Linked DNA regions of Mus musculus: all the other regions are linked to region 1. The links are chromatin contacts, called in public Hi-C and HiChIP or PLAC-seq maps. All regions are on one chromosome and are shown on one strand. The core of a region is the stretch at or near the end of the contact, and the rest is flanking DNA. Distances in the headings are between cores, read along the strand shown. Region 1 has its middle 250 kb from the start of Gm39256. Region 2 overlaps Gm30712 (predicted gene, 30712). Region 3 overlaps Wwox (WW domain-containing oxidoreductase).

What was found. Hi-C and Micro-C count contacts between places; a contact is called where the count stands out from the background. HiChIP or PLAC-seq counts read pairs in DNA pulled down with a chosen protein or histone mark.
Region 2: a BATF HiChIP or PLAC-seq map of CD8 T cells shows a contact between it and region 1, with 10 read pairs. The contact joins two enhancer-like sites. A contact is called at or near these places in 17 of 484 Hi-C or Micro-C datasets (Th1 cells, astrocytes, bone marrow-derived macrophages and 8 more) and 3 of 115 datasets of contacts at active chromatin or transcription factors (CD8 T cells and microglia).
Region 3: a contact with region 1 is called in a Hi-C map of Th2 cells, with 1.6 times the contacts expected there. The contact joins two enhancer-like sites. A contact is called at or near these places in 2 of 15 datasets of contacts at CTCF or cohesin (CD8 T cells and large pre-B cells), 10 of 484 Hi-C or Micro-C datasets (Th2 cells, bone marrow-derived macrophages, cardiomyocytes and 4 more) and 1 of 115 datasets of contacts at active chromatin or transcription factors (bone marrow-derived dendritic cells).

What each region holds. Positions count from the first base shown.
Region 1 is chr8:115,395,889-115,400,797 of GRCm38.p6, reverse strand. No RefSeq gene overlaps it. Among named protein-coding and RNA genes, the nearest start is that of Gm39256, 250 kb to the left of the region's middle. Within about 2 kb of position 2,592, at least 79 of the 459 cell types and tissues checked have an H3K27ac peak or open chromatin away from gene starts, as enhancers often do. A contact at or near this core is called in CD8 T cells, Th1 cells, Th2 cells and 1 more, where this site is marked.
Region 2 is chr8:115,724,583-115,729,491 of GRCm38.p6, reverse strand. Gm30712 (predicted gene, 30712) reads right to left here. Exons shown (of 5, transcript NR_168617.1): 4 at 680-877. Among named protein-coding and RNA genes, the nearest start is that of Gm51552, 7.6 kb to the right of the region's middle. Within about 2 kb of position 3,046, at least 11 of the 459 cell types and tissues checked have an H3K27ac peak or open chromatin away from gene starts, as enhancers often do. A contact at or near this core is called in CD8 T cells, Th1 cells and regulatory T cells, where this site is marked.
Region 3 is chr8:115,098,219-115,103,127 of GRCm38.p6, reverse strand. The region is part of intron 8 of Wwox (WW domain-containing oxidoreductase); the gene reads right to left. Among named protein-coding and RNA genes, the nearest start is that of Gm39257, 140 kb to the right of the region's middle. Within about 2 kb of position 2,782, at least 4 of the 459 cell types and tissues checked have an H3K27ac peak or open chromatin away from gene starts, as enhancers often do. A contact at or near this core is called in Th2 cells, where this site is marked.

The sequences.
Region 1 (4,909 bases), core at 1,343-3,842:
ATACATACATATATACGCACAAACATTATATAAGAGATAAACAGATGAACAATTAAGAGGGAAAAAATTAATGTGTGAATGAATGATACACTATTTGGAGGAATGAATGAATGAATGATTTAACTCTAAGCCTCAGGTTTTCATGTATTTGGGACTCCCCTGATGCTATAACCTTCCCATGTCTACCCCAAACTCCGGAAGTTCTATGGTGGGTGTGGCTATGTGGTCACAGGTGACAAATGTCCTACTTGGAACAGCGCTGTGGTCTGGTCCTTAGCGAGGTGGTGTGATCAGCACCTCCCTCCACTGAAGCAGTTGGCAGTGGGAACCGCACACACCAGGCCTCAGGGAGTGGTGGGTTGCAGGGAGCTGGCTGACACTCCCATTCTCTGTCTGTTACTCTTGGGCTGGGATGCAGAGGGACTTAGGTTTCTGCCCTGTTTCATGTGGCGCCTTTTAGAATCAGAATCCACTTGAAGTGGTTTGGGCTTTTCTGCTTTCCCGCCTGGTGTTCGCTGCAGAGAAACACCTACAAACGCGCACTGTGCTGCTCAACGCCTCTGTCCCCCGGTGAGTTCAGAAGAGTCCCACAGGCCACATCAAGATGAACATCTATCATCAGAGACGCCCCGGTGGGGCCCTGCCTGCCAGTCACTCAAAAGGGTTTTCTTCTACCTCCATTAAACACCCTCTCCAACACTGGCTCACACGTGTTCCCTGTCTGGGAGAACAAGCCACCCTTGTTTGACTGAAAAGACGTGTTTGGGGCTGCTGAAAGGTAGAATAACCTCTGCTTGATTTTACATCCCATATGGACCCTGATTTCCTTTGCAGTCAGTGACTCCATCCTACAGGTGACAACCTGGTCACCTTCCTGGAACTTACCTAAGAAACAGAGAAAGTTCCTTGGCTAGCCATCGGTATTTTTTTCCCCTGGGGTCTCCCTAAAAGCTTCTTGACCCCATTATGGACAACATTATGAAAGAAAACGGTCCCTCATAAGAAGGAAGACTGCTGGATATCTGTCTCAAGCAAGATCCCCAGAGATGCCCCTATCAGCTTCAGGTGTTTGATTGAAAATGACTTACTGACCTTAACCAGCCAGATGTATATTTATTGATGGTTCCTTACCAATATTAATGATGCATTTTGATCAATATCAGCAGAGCGGTGTGTAAGTGATAAAACCCACAATTGGACATCATTTTAATGCTATAGTTATTCAGGCTGTGACCACTGCTGACATCTACCTAGTTAGTGAGAGCAAAAAACCTGGGAGGCGAAGACAAGTTAATTTTCATATTTTACAGCTCAGGGGATGGTTGGCTGACATGTACAGAGTGACTGGACACTTCTGTTGCATCAGAGCAGCTTGCTTACAAACTCTGAGATTTAAAGGTATTTATGTGCCTGCGGGATGGTATCGTAGAAATGTCATGGGACAGTTGCTGTTGAGACTATTGGTCTTCTGACGTCTCTACTCCCATATTTCTAAGTGGAAAAGCAAGCACCTGGGGCTCTGATAGGATTTTCCCTTCACTGCCTAGCTCCCATCCCAGTATGTGTGTGTGTGTGTGTGTGTGTGTGTGTGTGTGTGTGTGTGTGTATGCATGTGTGTAGGGAGCTGATAGGGGTGGGACTGATCTGGAACCTTCCAAGTCATACTCTTTGGGGTCACTAATGAATAGCAGAAGGTCGCCTTCCAAGCCACCGAGAACTCTTTTCCTGTTTCTCTTTTCTCCATCACGAATACATTGGTTCTTGAGAGCTGGTTGAGCTATGGAGCTCCTGCACGTAAATTTAGAATTATGCCCAGAGGAAGCCAACGCCCACCTGATGCAATGGAAGGCCTGTAGTAAAACCCTTCCCTCCGGGGCTGGTCTACAAAAGACTGGCAGGAGTGATGCTAAATTCCCAGCCCCCTTCCTTTTAGAAAAGGAAACTAAGACCCCAACATAGGTACTGGTTGCCCCCCCCAAGGCTGTAGGAATCAGAATACGTATGTATCTCTCTTCTGTTCTTGTTCTATCCTGTACTTTCTTCTCTGTCCTGAGCAGATATCCTGGCTAGAAGGCCTCCCCTGATCCTCCTTGCTTTCAAGAACTATGTTACACACCCTTTCTTTCTAACGCCAATCAACACAAGAAAAAGTTCCTGGGAGCCCTCAAGGGCACACAGTGTGACCTGGCTCAGGAAGAGTCCTTCTTTCCAAGGGCTTCCTCAAGCCTTTCTATCCTGACTGCTCAGTCATCCCCTGGTCTCCATATTTCTGTGGTTTTGAGTCTCCATTGAGTTTACAATACTGGAGAGACATGGTGGGTTGTAGGCATCCACGAGCCCCTTGGAGCAGTGCATTTGCTCTCCACTTGAGAAAATTGGTGAGGTTGGGCGTATCTCTCAAGTTTCGTTTCTGGATTTAAGATGGTACTAGAACCCAGCAAGCCCTTGGCACAGGCATCAGCTCGGGCAGAATTTCTTCAGAGGTTGCCTTACAAAATAGAAACTAGGTCCCTGGAGGTCTGAGGTGGTCACATCCCTCCACTTCCCTTCTTATGTGGCTGCCCCACACCCTACAGGGGCAATTTGCATGAGAGGAAGTCTGAGAGGCAGGGACAGCCCCCAGCCTTCAAGTCACAGGCCACAGAGAAGGAAGATGAGGCAAATCTAGAGTGAGTCTCATTCCATTCTAGCCCCCGAAGTTCACTGGGGTTTCAAAATGGCCATATTCTCTCCCCCACCCCCCACCCCATGACCTTATTTCTACATGGGGGAACCTCGGGTTGTCATTTCATCACAACTTGCTCTTAGATTGAGGAGGGGGAGAACAAAAGACAAGGAGACTGGTAGACAAAGTAGGATTTTGGCTCACTTGGGGTGGTAGCTGGGTTTTCAGCCCCACCCCCTCACCTCCCGTTTCATTGCCACTTATGATGAAAGAGAAACAGGTAGGAAGAGAGGCTCTCCATGAGAACTGCCAGGGGTCCCTCACAAGGGCTCCGTGCCATAAGAACCTACCTGTAGGACAGAACAAAATCAAGTTCGAATGATTGAGTATAGGGGACAAGATAAGGAAGAGGCACGACTCCTTCAGGTGCCAAGAATCACTGGGCCACTGCTGTTAGAAGCCATTCATTCTATCACCAGACTAAGCCCAGTCCTGCTCCTGTCTCCTATCCCATTGTGAGTTCTGATTCTACACTGTAAGGCAAGTATTATAGGTTTGGTCCAATGTTGTTTGGATTATGTTAATCTGGGTCCCCAAAATGTATACAAGAGTCAGCATATCCACTCGTAAGACACTGAGGAAACCCTGCCCCCAGTTGATTTTGATTGGTAAATAAAGTTGTCAGTGGGCAATGGTTGGGCAGAAAGACAGAGGTGGGACTTTTAGGATTCCCAGACAAGGGACAGAGGAAGGAGGAAGGGAGGGAGAGATCCACCAAGCTGGGAGAAGGAGAACCAAGACACCATGCCTAAGAAGTGCAGGACAGAGAGTATAGCTGACATGTAGGAGCCAAGGGATCATGGCCCAAGAAGGCTACTAGTCTGGGTCTAGGGCAGCAAAGATGAAATATAGATTTTTAGTAAGTAATAACTCAGGGATATCAAAGGGGGTAGAATAGCCACAAGGAGGTTAGAAAGTGACCCGATCATTGAGCTATTTAGGCTTACCAAAATATAAAGGCTGTGTGTGTGTGTGTGTGTGTGTGTGTGTGCACAGATTCCATTCCAGAACCCAGAACACTGGGGTGAGTAGCACCACCGTTGGAATTAATTTGAGTAGCATTAATTTGGTACTGATACAGGCAAGCACCTGGACAACTAGGGCAGTGATCAGTTACTGTGGGCACTTGAGACTAAGAATCCAAAATTGTGACAGGCTCCACAATGAGAGGAAAGTAAAGAGACTTTCCATAAAGATTTGGGCAAGAGAACGACAGAAAGGTAGGAAAATAATGTATCAACCAAATGCTTCAAGGGCTTTTTTATTTCCTTTAAGTATCACAGTCCTGAGAAGTCTTAGGTAGCTCTTATTTACTAGGAAGAAAAAGAGGTAAAAGAGTGAAACCCAACCAAGCATGCAAAAGAAGAACTCCATCCTAGAGTCTAATGATGTCTTGAGTTTGGAGGTGGGGTTGGGAGAAAGAGAGACTACCTTAGGGGCAAACAACACATTGGGAATTCATTTCTCCTACTGGTTCTCCTTTGAAAGCCATGGAAATTCATGCCTACCCTCACAGGGCTCCCTAATGCCAATGCTCCTATGTAGCTTGCTTTCCTTCACCCAAAAGGACAGGTCATGTAATCATGCCAGGCATCTTGGTTCACCCATCAGATTGTTTCCCCCTTCGGGAACTGAATCGTCTCTGCTTATCACACTTTGATCCTGTGATACCTGTGCACACAAGGTGCTGGCTACCTCCTGACCTGTGCTGCTTCCGGCTCTGGCAGAACCTTCTTTATATATCATCTAGGTGTATTTGCTGTCAGAATGATCTTGTGGGGTAGGCACCCTTGCTGTTCTTCCCAGTCCACAAATCTTACATTTGAGGCTGAGGGGGACATGAAAACCGCAGACTTAGGCAGTAGACAGTGGAAAAAGATTCTAGATCAAAGCACAGCTCCTTCTAAGATTAGGCTCCAATTCCAAGCACAGAAGGGCCACGTTTCCCTCGTGAGGTGAAGAAAGAACCCGCAATTTACAGAGTGAAGATGCTTAACTTCTGCCACTGCCTGAATAGCACATGCCCACACTCCATGGTCCTCAAGAGAGCGGGCAATGCCAGATGAGTCCACTAGTGGCCACTATGTTTCCTTTGGGATTTAACATCTGGATCAAAATAGTCAGGATGTCAGGTGAGAGTTAAGAGACCCAAGTCTCCTCAAAGAGAGACCACTGTGGCTTGGT
Region 2 (4,909 bases), core at 1,797-4,296, 330 kb before region 1:
AGGGGGACCTCAGTGAGAAGAATGAGATTGCTCCACACTGGCACAGAGGTTGTGTGCTTCTCACTCTTTTGAATGTCTTAATGAACCGCAGAATTAGACCTTTCAAATGGGTGTGTTCTATTACTGGCACCTGACCTACATGTCAATAAGGATGTCTTTTTCCTGTGGTCTGTACACAGATGTGTGTGATAAGTGTGTGTGTGTGGGGGGGGGGTGTACTCCCTCTTGTACTTGTAACAAGGCCAGAAAGCACCAGTTATCCTGCTGTATCACTCTCCCCCATGTTCCTTAAGATGGGGTCTCTCACTGATATTTGGAAAGCCTCAGTGAGTCCTCTATCCAACCCCAAGTGGTTTGCACCACCACACTTAGTTTGCCATGTGAGCGCTGGGGATTTGAACTTAGGACTTCCTACTTGTGTCACAAGAACTCTTAGTCTTGGAACCATCTCCTAGCCCCAGAGCTATCTTTTTAAGGAAACATAGAGGGGGGCAGTGATAAAGGCATCTGATTTGACTTTGCCTTGACAGGTCTTTTCTTGAGTCACTATCCTCCATGACAATTTGCTTGAAATTGAAAGAGAAATAAAATTTGGAAGATGATATTTCTTTGTGAGATATATTTAAACCTGTTTCTTTTTGTTTAAACTTTCCAGTCCTCTTGGCTATGAAACTGTTACCTTTGACTCCAAAGATATTGACAAAACAGGCAGGCTTGGGTCCACGAAGTCTTGGTTTCTTGTGGAAAGGGTGTGGTGTGTCTTGTGGCAACTGGCTTCCACAGACAGTCCTCAGTGTATAGAGAGAAGTGCTCTGTTTCCTTTACTTAGAAACTTATCTAGCCTCTCCATCCACATAAGTGTGACTTCTGGTAAAATCTGAAATGAAGAGAACATTCTTTTGTGCTGATGAAAAATGAAAATAGAAAAAGAAATGAAGAAAGACCCAGAGACACGTAATTCATCATGAGGAGATGTCAAGTTTTCCTGTGTCATCTTTTGAGGGGAGGAGAGAGTTTAATCTGGTTTACATTATAGTGAGGGAGAGGGAACACGCTTTGGTTCTCATAGGAGACTTCAGGGCTGGAGCAGGAATTCATCAATCCTCCTCCATGGATCTTGAGACAAAGAAGGTTCCCTAAGACCCAGAAACTATCCATAGTACATACCCCATATCCTCTGCAGGGTCTTGTTTCCCCAATCATTGACTTCATTCATTCATCCAATTACTCATTCATGGATTTATCCATCCATCCATCCACCCATTTATCTGTCTGTCCATCCATCCATATATACTCATTAACCCATTCATTCATTCATTCATTCATCATTCATCGTTCATCATTCATTCACTTAGTACACTCTTTGCTATTGTACCCTTATTGGAAAAAGGAGTTAAGACACCGCTCATGCCCTCGAAGAACTCATGGATCTACGGAGAGACAGATGATGGTTATTAATTAATTCTGTAAAGGAACAATGAGAATTGACAGGGAGCACGGATTAGGAAGAAAAGGCTGAAGGGATTTAAAGGAGACTGGTGAATTAGAATGTTCTCGGCTTTGAGTAAGAGACGGTCCGTGGAGCTTGCACAAGGAAGTTTTTTACCTTATTCAGTGGTCGGCTGTAGATAAAGGTGAAAGAGTGACTTCAGATTTGATGCCCTAATTAGGTTCTATCTTCAGTCACCAGTTGCTTCTATTACCGCCCCCCTTGTTTGTGTGTGTGTGTGTGTGTGTGTGTGTGTGTGTGTAGACAAAGTTTTGTATTTGGTTCAGTCCTTCCACCACATGGAGCCAGAAAACTGAAGTCAGGTTGTTTGGTTTGGCAAGGAGCACCTTTACCCACTGAACCATCTCACCAGCCCTGTCACTCTCTCCTTCCATCACCATTGACTTATCTTCCTTCTCTTGCTTTATAGTGAAAGGTTGCAAGGTAGCTGCATGACAGCAATGCATGAAGCAAACTGCACTTACCAGGCTGCAGGGCCTGGAACTGTACCTAAGACAGACACAGGAGGAGAGTTCAGGGAAGTACATGGCAGGAAAGGGAAGGACTTCCTTCATCTTCCAACATCATTAGGTCTGCACAAGCCCGATGCGATGGCACTCACCTTCAATACAGGCGTTGGGAGGCAGAAACAGGTTATCTCTGTGGCTTAGAGGCCAGCCTAATCTACGAGTGTTCCAGGGGGAGCCTACATAGTGAGACCCTGTCACAAAAACAACACAAAGTCCACAGAAGAACTGACCTGGAGTTAACCTGGTTTTTACAGTGTTGAGGTTAGGCCTCATATCCCACCATGCAAAAAAATTAAAAATAAAAAACTTTAAAAGTGGTTTTGGGCAGATCTGGGCTCCCAACCAGATATAGTCACTGGCCTTGGCTTCCCAGCAGGCACACCAGTGAGGAGGCAAGTTTTGTTTATGAAACCTGTACTACCGCCCTCACACAGCACAGTCATTTTGAATCCTCAGTGTGGGTGGATGCTCACCACAAGTTGGTGTGAGCCCCAGGTTTTTCACCCAGGTAGTACTCCCTTGCACACCCACCCCTTAGAGATCAGCATGTATACACCTTCCGCAGGATCTTTGTGTCCTCTACCTGAGGAAGTAGCTCATTATGGTTCTCAATCGTGGGGGTTTGTTTTTTGTTTGTTTGTTTGTTTGTTTTTTAGTGTGACTTTTGCCTTCCAGCTCAGGAAAATGTACAGTGAATGTCATCAGAGAAGAACTCAGAACTATGGTGACCTTCATCATCCCAGGTTGCCACCCAACTTCCTGGCTGCTGGCTAGAGATCGCAGAAGGAGCTGGCTGTCAAGACATCTCATGTGAAAACTGAACAAATTTAATACTGAGGTTACTGAGAGAAAGTAAAGTGTGACACCCTATAGAATCTGTGGTGTCGACTCACATCTTCACTGAGTAAGCTTTCCCTTTAAGCTTCAACTTCAACCCAATTAGGGCTCGGCTAATTAGTTTTGTGCACTGCACAACACTTGGGGGGAAAGGTCATTCTGGTATATAATTTTCTCTCCCTTTCAAAGCCACAAACCTGCCTCACAGGGACAAGGTTTTAACTTCCGCTTCTCAGCAGCAAAACAAGCTGAGTCACATGTTTCTATGAATTCCACCCCCCTAAAACTTCAGATTAATAATAACAGCAGTAGCGTGCATTTGTCCATGGAGCACAGGTGTTGGGGTCTGCACTGGATCTCACCTGTCATAGAACCTCCACAAGATATAAGCAGCCCATATCATACCAAAGCAAGCTATGTTTCACAGTGGCTAAGAATGGGCAGGGAGCATTCATATGATGGGAGAGAATACAGAGATAATAGAAGAAAGAATAAGAGGCCATGCAGGTGGTTGGGAGAGAATATAGACCCATCATTAGGAGACCTTGAACCTTGACTTTAACCATGCCTTGGACAACAATTTTTCCTTTCTAGAAGTTTCAAGGCATTTAGATGGGAGTCATGCTCTATAATAACAAACTACAGGTGACTATGTGACTGCACTTAAAAGGGCAGCTTCTACCATACACATGTTATTCCTGCAAGAATATTGGAGTTTCTCAAGATGGAAGTAGGGAGCGATTCAGCATTGCTTGTTTTGAAGGACACCCTATGCCAGAAATTATAGGAAGCATTGTCACGCTTTCTCATGAAAACAGTTTTTTTTTGGGGGGGGGAGGGGAAGTAAATGAACAGGCTGATGGTAGTCTTCTAGTTGACAATGTTTTGTGCCCATTCAAGAAAAAGTTGGCAATTGTATGATGAGTAGGAAAAGCCTAGAGAGCTGGAAGGGTTCTTTCTGAAAGTCCCTGGGTATCGATTTTGTTCTCTTTGGTTTGGGATGGTTTTCTTTGTTTGTTTGCTTTTTGATTTTGAGTCTCTGACTAACCTCAAAGTCGCTGTATAGCCAAAGTTATCCTTGAACCCATTCCCAATCCTCCTACCCTTGCCTTCCATGGGCTAGGATTATAGGCACGCATCATCATTCCTGGCTTGCCTGAGCACTGGATCCATCACATAGATTGGTGGATAAATCTACAATATTGAAAGATCAGTTAAATCAAGATAGAAACACTGCTTTTCCCAAGCTGTGTGGAGCCTGAGGGCTGAATGTGAACTGGGAACTATTTGACTCTATAATTTATGTAGGGATGCATGCCCTTAGCCAAGGCTTCCCATGGTTCATCTAGTAAATCATGAAACATGGTACAGCACACAGACTCAGCTGTGTCAGGGCCTCATGTACTCATCCCAGTGTCTCCACCTCCTCTCTCTGTCTCAACAAAGTATCAGTTGAGCACAGGGCTTATCCCTGGCTTCATTCTTGCCTGTCCCTACATCCTCCTTACTCTTTCTATAACATCCTGTCCTGTAACATAATAATTTTGTATTAAACCTCTACAGGCAAAAGTTCAGCTACAAAGACACTTGCAGTTAGAAGGGGTCATTGGAAGGGTTCAGGTGACTGGCAGTTGGGATTTCATCCTTAGTAGCTGCAGGAGACCAGAAAGGTGAAAGGATAGGGTCTTCATCAAAAACTCATCTGACAACTGTCTCAGGGAGCGCGCTGTGCACCTGGGCTGGGTTCAGAACACATCTTTATACCTTTATGAGATTGCTCGACTCCACTCAAATTGGCTGGTTCTTATGGAAAGGTAAGAAGCTCAAGGAGATGAGCCAGTGACCTGGACTTCAGTCACTGAGATGTGGGAATCACAGTCAAGCCTTAGAGATGCTCAGAGGGATTCCCAAGAGACTAGACTCTGTAGTCTTTCATAGGTGAGATGGGTCATGACAGTGCATTCAATATGTGGACAATCTGAGTACGCTCAGGGAAACGATGCATATATGTGCTCATATGTACACATACACAAATACACACACACACACACAC
Region 3 (4,909 bases), core at 1,533-4,032, 300 kb after region 1:
CTTGTGGAGGTCATAGAACTTTCTGGAATCACTTCTCTCTCTAATGGGAGCTCTGGAGATGGAAGTGAGGCTATTTATTAGGCTTTCAGACACGCACTTTTACCCTCTGCGCCATCTCACTCCACCTGTTTCCAGATTTTGTGTGGATCCCTGGGGATTTGAACCCAGGTCCTCATGCGTGTAGGCACTTTACCCACTGAACCATCGCAAAGACCAGAAGACACCTCTGGGACTTAAATCATAGATAACAGAGTGCGGGGTATATTATAAAGCCTAAAATAAAAATGTATGTTTAGAACCTTCCATTTAATTTGCATAATGGCAGAAACCATACACTCAAATATCTTACTGATAATATGTCTTCTTATGTGCATCAAATCAGTATAATTGAAAACACGGGCACATCAGTAAATCAGAGTATTATTCTGGTAACTGTGTACTAAATTTGAAATGTTGTTAAATGAAAAGTTCTCTCTCCTGCCTGCGCCTCCCTCTCTGCCCTCAGAGACACCACGGACCTTCTCTACTGATCTTTTCTTTAATTTTCCATGTTAACACAGGATCTTCAAAGAAGCCCAGACCAGCCTGAAACTCATGCCTACCCTGCATCCACCTCCTGAGTGCTGGGATTACTGGTGTGTGCCATACCTGACTCACAGATTCCCTCTTGATAGATACTTGATATAGCAATTACTATTTTTTTAACAAAAATAGTAGTAGAGGAGATTTCAACAAGCCTGCTGTGGAGTTCCTAGGGTTTAAACTTGTGATTCCATATCATTTTCCAGGACCGGGTTGAGTACATATTGTACCAAATATATATGACCATTATTTTTAAATCAAAATGGATTACTAATGGATTAATATGCTTTTGAAAGAATCCTTACAAGATTGAGCTGCAAGCAGAATGCCTTTCCTCTCGGCCTCCATTTAGCATGCGGCACCCTGCAATACTTTGAGAGTTACAGAGATCTGGGATTGCACGTGATCCTGACACTGATGGATGGGAAGCAGACCCCAGCCGTACCTGACTCAAAGAGTAGCCCTGACTTGTTCTTAACTTGTGGTTAATCTGCTGCAGTCATTTGCTGCAAACAATAACCGCTGGACTGTTGTCAGAATTCTCTCCCTGCCTAGGGTGAGTGGACTTCTAAACTGGGAGGAAAAAAAAGAACAACCCAGGCTCTACCTAAAATTGATGTGGTCTGTGGACTTCGCCCAGAGCACACCAGCCAGGAAATCACAAGGTCCTACTGAATAGCAGACTAACATCCAAGCCTGGTCGTTTTACAGGCTTCTGCTGCTGCTGCTGCTGCTAGCTCCTGTTGATGAGCGCTCGGCGTGTTGTGTGGTGAAGCCCAAGGATAGTATTTCTCAATATTAAGAACTCTAATCTGTACTGAGGAGATGCCCTTAAAAGGTTTGTGGTCATTCAGGGGAGACTGAGAAAACTCACTTGGGCTGGATCGCCATATGGAGATATTTGGAGGACCATGCAAGGACCCAGGTTAAAGGTATGAACGATGCATGCATGCATCAGAAATCATCCGTGAAGCTCACTGCCTTCCCCTGCTGTGGTTTGTATCTTACCTTTCCCAATTCTATGGACCACTAATTAATTCTCTACTTCCCAGACCAAAAATCATCACAGCCTACTTCTCTGTCATCAGCACCTAAACCTAAATTGTCCATCTCTCCTCTCCAAACCCACTGCATCAACTAAATTTAGACCTGTAGTATCCCTTCACTGAAATGGCACCAGGGAGTTCAAGTTTGTCTCTGGACCACTTTCCCTTATTCCTTGAAATATGCCCTGAGTACACCTGCATTAAATCTTGTTACTGTCTCATTCAATCTGCTGTAGTCTCACCACCAAAGAATGCGTAGGAACTCTCGGTGATGACATTCAAGTGGCCGTGGAAGAGCTTCCATTTGTAAGGTCTGAGTGGTGGCTAGTGGGGTGAGAATGCACAGAAACAGGGTCCTCTCCTCCCCCATCACATCTTCCATGGGCTTGAATAGTCTGACCAGTTAGTTTCCAAAGTGCAGGTTGGACTGCCTTCCCTAACTTGTCCTTGACTGCCCTTCTCCAGTCACTTTGGTCTTTTGAGCCATCATGCCATCATGTTATCTTTTAAAAAGCTATTTCTTAAGACTGATGTGTGTGTGTGTGTGTGTGTGTGTGTGTGTGTGCGCGCGCGTGTGTGTGTGTGTGTGTGTGTGTGTGTGTGTGTGTGTGTGTGTGTGTACAGGTCTGTGCTTGTTTTAAAACAAGATATCAATCCCAGGCTTGCCTCCAACTCGCCATGAAGCAGACAGTGACCTGAACTTCCTCTTGCCTCTACTTCTTGAGCCCTGACAATACAGATCTTTACCACCACGCCCTGTTCATGTGATGCTTGGGGTCAGTAGGGCATCCTGCATGCTAGGAAAACACTCTCTCAACTGAACTGTGTCCTCGGTCCCTAAACCTGCTTCCTATGTAAGTAACTGCTCCCATGGAAGAACTACCTTTGGCTCCTGAGCCTTGATTCTCCAACCCCATTTTCTATATTGTAGAAACTCTTAGCAGAGTCTGTCACGCAGAGGGACAATGAGCAGGGGTCAGCTCCCATTATGTTCTCTTGCTGGAGGACTTTAGGTAGCTAACATCTGTCCTCCAGACAAGAGGGAAGGACCAGGTGACCTCCAAATGCCTCTTTGCATCCTCACCTTGTATGCTTGAGCTCTGGGAGGGGCCTGGGGGCCAAACTGAGTCACTTCCTTTCTGGGAAGGTCCCTCTTGGAAACCAGTACTTCCTGGGCTGTGAATGACAGGTGGGGTGGGCTCTCTGTGATGTGGACAGCGTGTGTTTAATTGCCCTGGGTCTTCCTGCGGAGGGACTTCACCCTGCTGACCACAGCCCCGACTTCTTTTTCAGGGAAGTCAGCGATTCCAGCCTCCATGGTTGGCACCTAGTGAGAACCACACCAGGAGCATTTTGAGGGCGGCGTTTTCTTTGGCAGGTGTGCCTGCCAGCAAGGCCCACTTCAAGGATGTCGAGAGCAGGGAAACGGCATCTGGGATCTATCTGTGGTTGTTGTTGGTTTGCACATTTGGAGGGTGAGGTGCAGAAGAACTCCCTTACACAGCGTGATCTTACCCAGGCATAGTCCCAGTCTATATGAAAAAAAAAAAAAAATACCAGACTGGAAAAATTACCCACACGGGCACCTGGGCTGGGTCATCGAGTGGTCAGTTAAGAAACATCTGGGTGTGTACACCCAGACACCTTCGGACAAGTTTCCATGCTGTTACTTTCTATGCAGCTTAGAGGAAGGTCTCCCCTGACCCCCTGAATGTCTAAAAGGCTGTGGTCCAGACCTACGAGCAATGCCAGCTGGAAGTACCTTCAACCTTCATCTCAGAGCTTGCTCTTCTATAAATTCTTTTCTGTATGTTGTCCAACTGGTTAAACCCAAACCCCTGTCTCTCTGTATTCCAGCCAAGATCCACCAGTAAGGCCACGTCTGCAGATTCTACATCCGGGTCTATCTAGTTACCTCAACACCTCTGTCTTCATGACTGTAGGTCTCCCGAGCTTGAAGATCCTGAGAAGATGGCCTTTGGCGTCTCCCTTTTGCCCTTAAAACACAAGGCCAGTCAATCATGCGCAGCTACTGAACTGGAGGCTTTCAGATCAGCATAGCATTCTGTGTCTAGCTCCGTGTCTATTTCTGGCTCAAAGTTCTAGGTACGGTTTCATCTCTGATCCATGAACAGAGAGTATTCAATAAAGATGTGTAGGGTGGTTACCTCAGTGGTAGCACAGAATTTTCCAGAGTTCCTCGGTGAGTGTTTCTCCTTCACTCTTCTCTCTCATTGTTTTCCCCATACTGTTGTTTGTCCCAATGGTTTAATATCCTAAGTTGTTTTCTGCCGTGTGATAAAATTCTGACCCAAACCATCGCAATGGGGAAAGAGTTTATTTGGCTACATGCCCTGATCACAGCTTATCATTGAGGGGACTCAATGTAGGAATTCAAGGAGGTGCAGAGTCAGAAGCCACAAAGGAAGGCTGCTTCTTGGTACCAACCAGATGCTCTTCAGGCCGTTTGCTTACGGTTCTGCTAGAGTTGTACACAGAAGTCTCACCTCTTTGGATCTCACCTCCCAGGGTAGAGGAGACAGGCAGAGGAAGATGAGGGAGAAGAGGCTCCATCTCCAGTGTTGGTCACTTGGGATCACCCACACTCCTGGTGGCAGGCCCTCACCCAGGATCTGTTGTAAACAAGCCCACTAAACCTATTGATTCCCTCGAGGTGAAAGCTGGTTTATCTTTGGGACTTAGGGGGGTCAGGGGGAAGGATGCTTCCCAAATGACAGTCCTTCTTGGCTTTTATCATTTAAAGTTGGGGTTCCATCAACTTCAGCCAGACCCCTGGTTGTCTCCTGCTATTTTTCTCCCATAGAAATTTTTGTCTGTCTGTCTGTCTGTCTGTCTTTCTTTTTTCCTTTTCATGTATTTATTTTGGTTTTCATTCCCTTCTGCAGTAGCGGGGTCTGAGCCGAGGATCTCCCATCATAGGCAAGCAGCCAGTTACTGAGTCTTAGCCTTTGTTTTCCTCTTTATGTTTAGTTGGGGGTCTTGGGCAGCAGCCAGAGCTGGCCTTGAAATCACTCAGTAAGGCCAGGCTGCCCTTGAACTTGTGCACTTGGGCTCTGCATCCTCACACCTCCCAGCCTTCGGGGATTATAGGCCTGCACCACCAGGCCTGACTTTTGAACTCTCTTTCCTCTGGGGTGGCTCTTCCAGAAACCCCCACCAGCAGTCCGTGCTGGCCCTTTCCGCACCCTCTAACCTCCTCCCACCCCCTGGAAATGGAAATGGCATCTGGCACCCTTATCCTGCCCTCCTCCGCTAGGCTC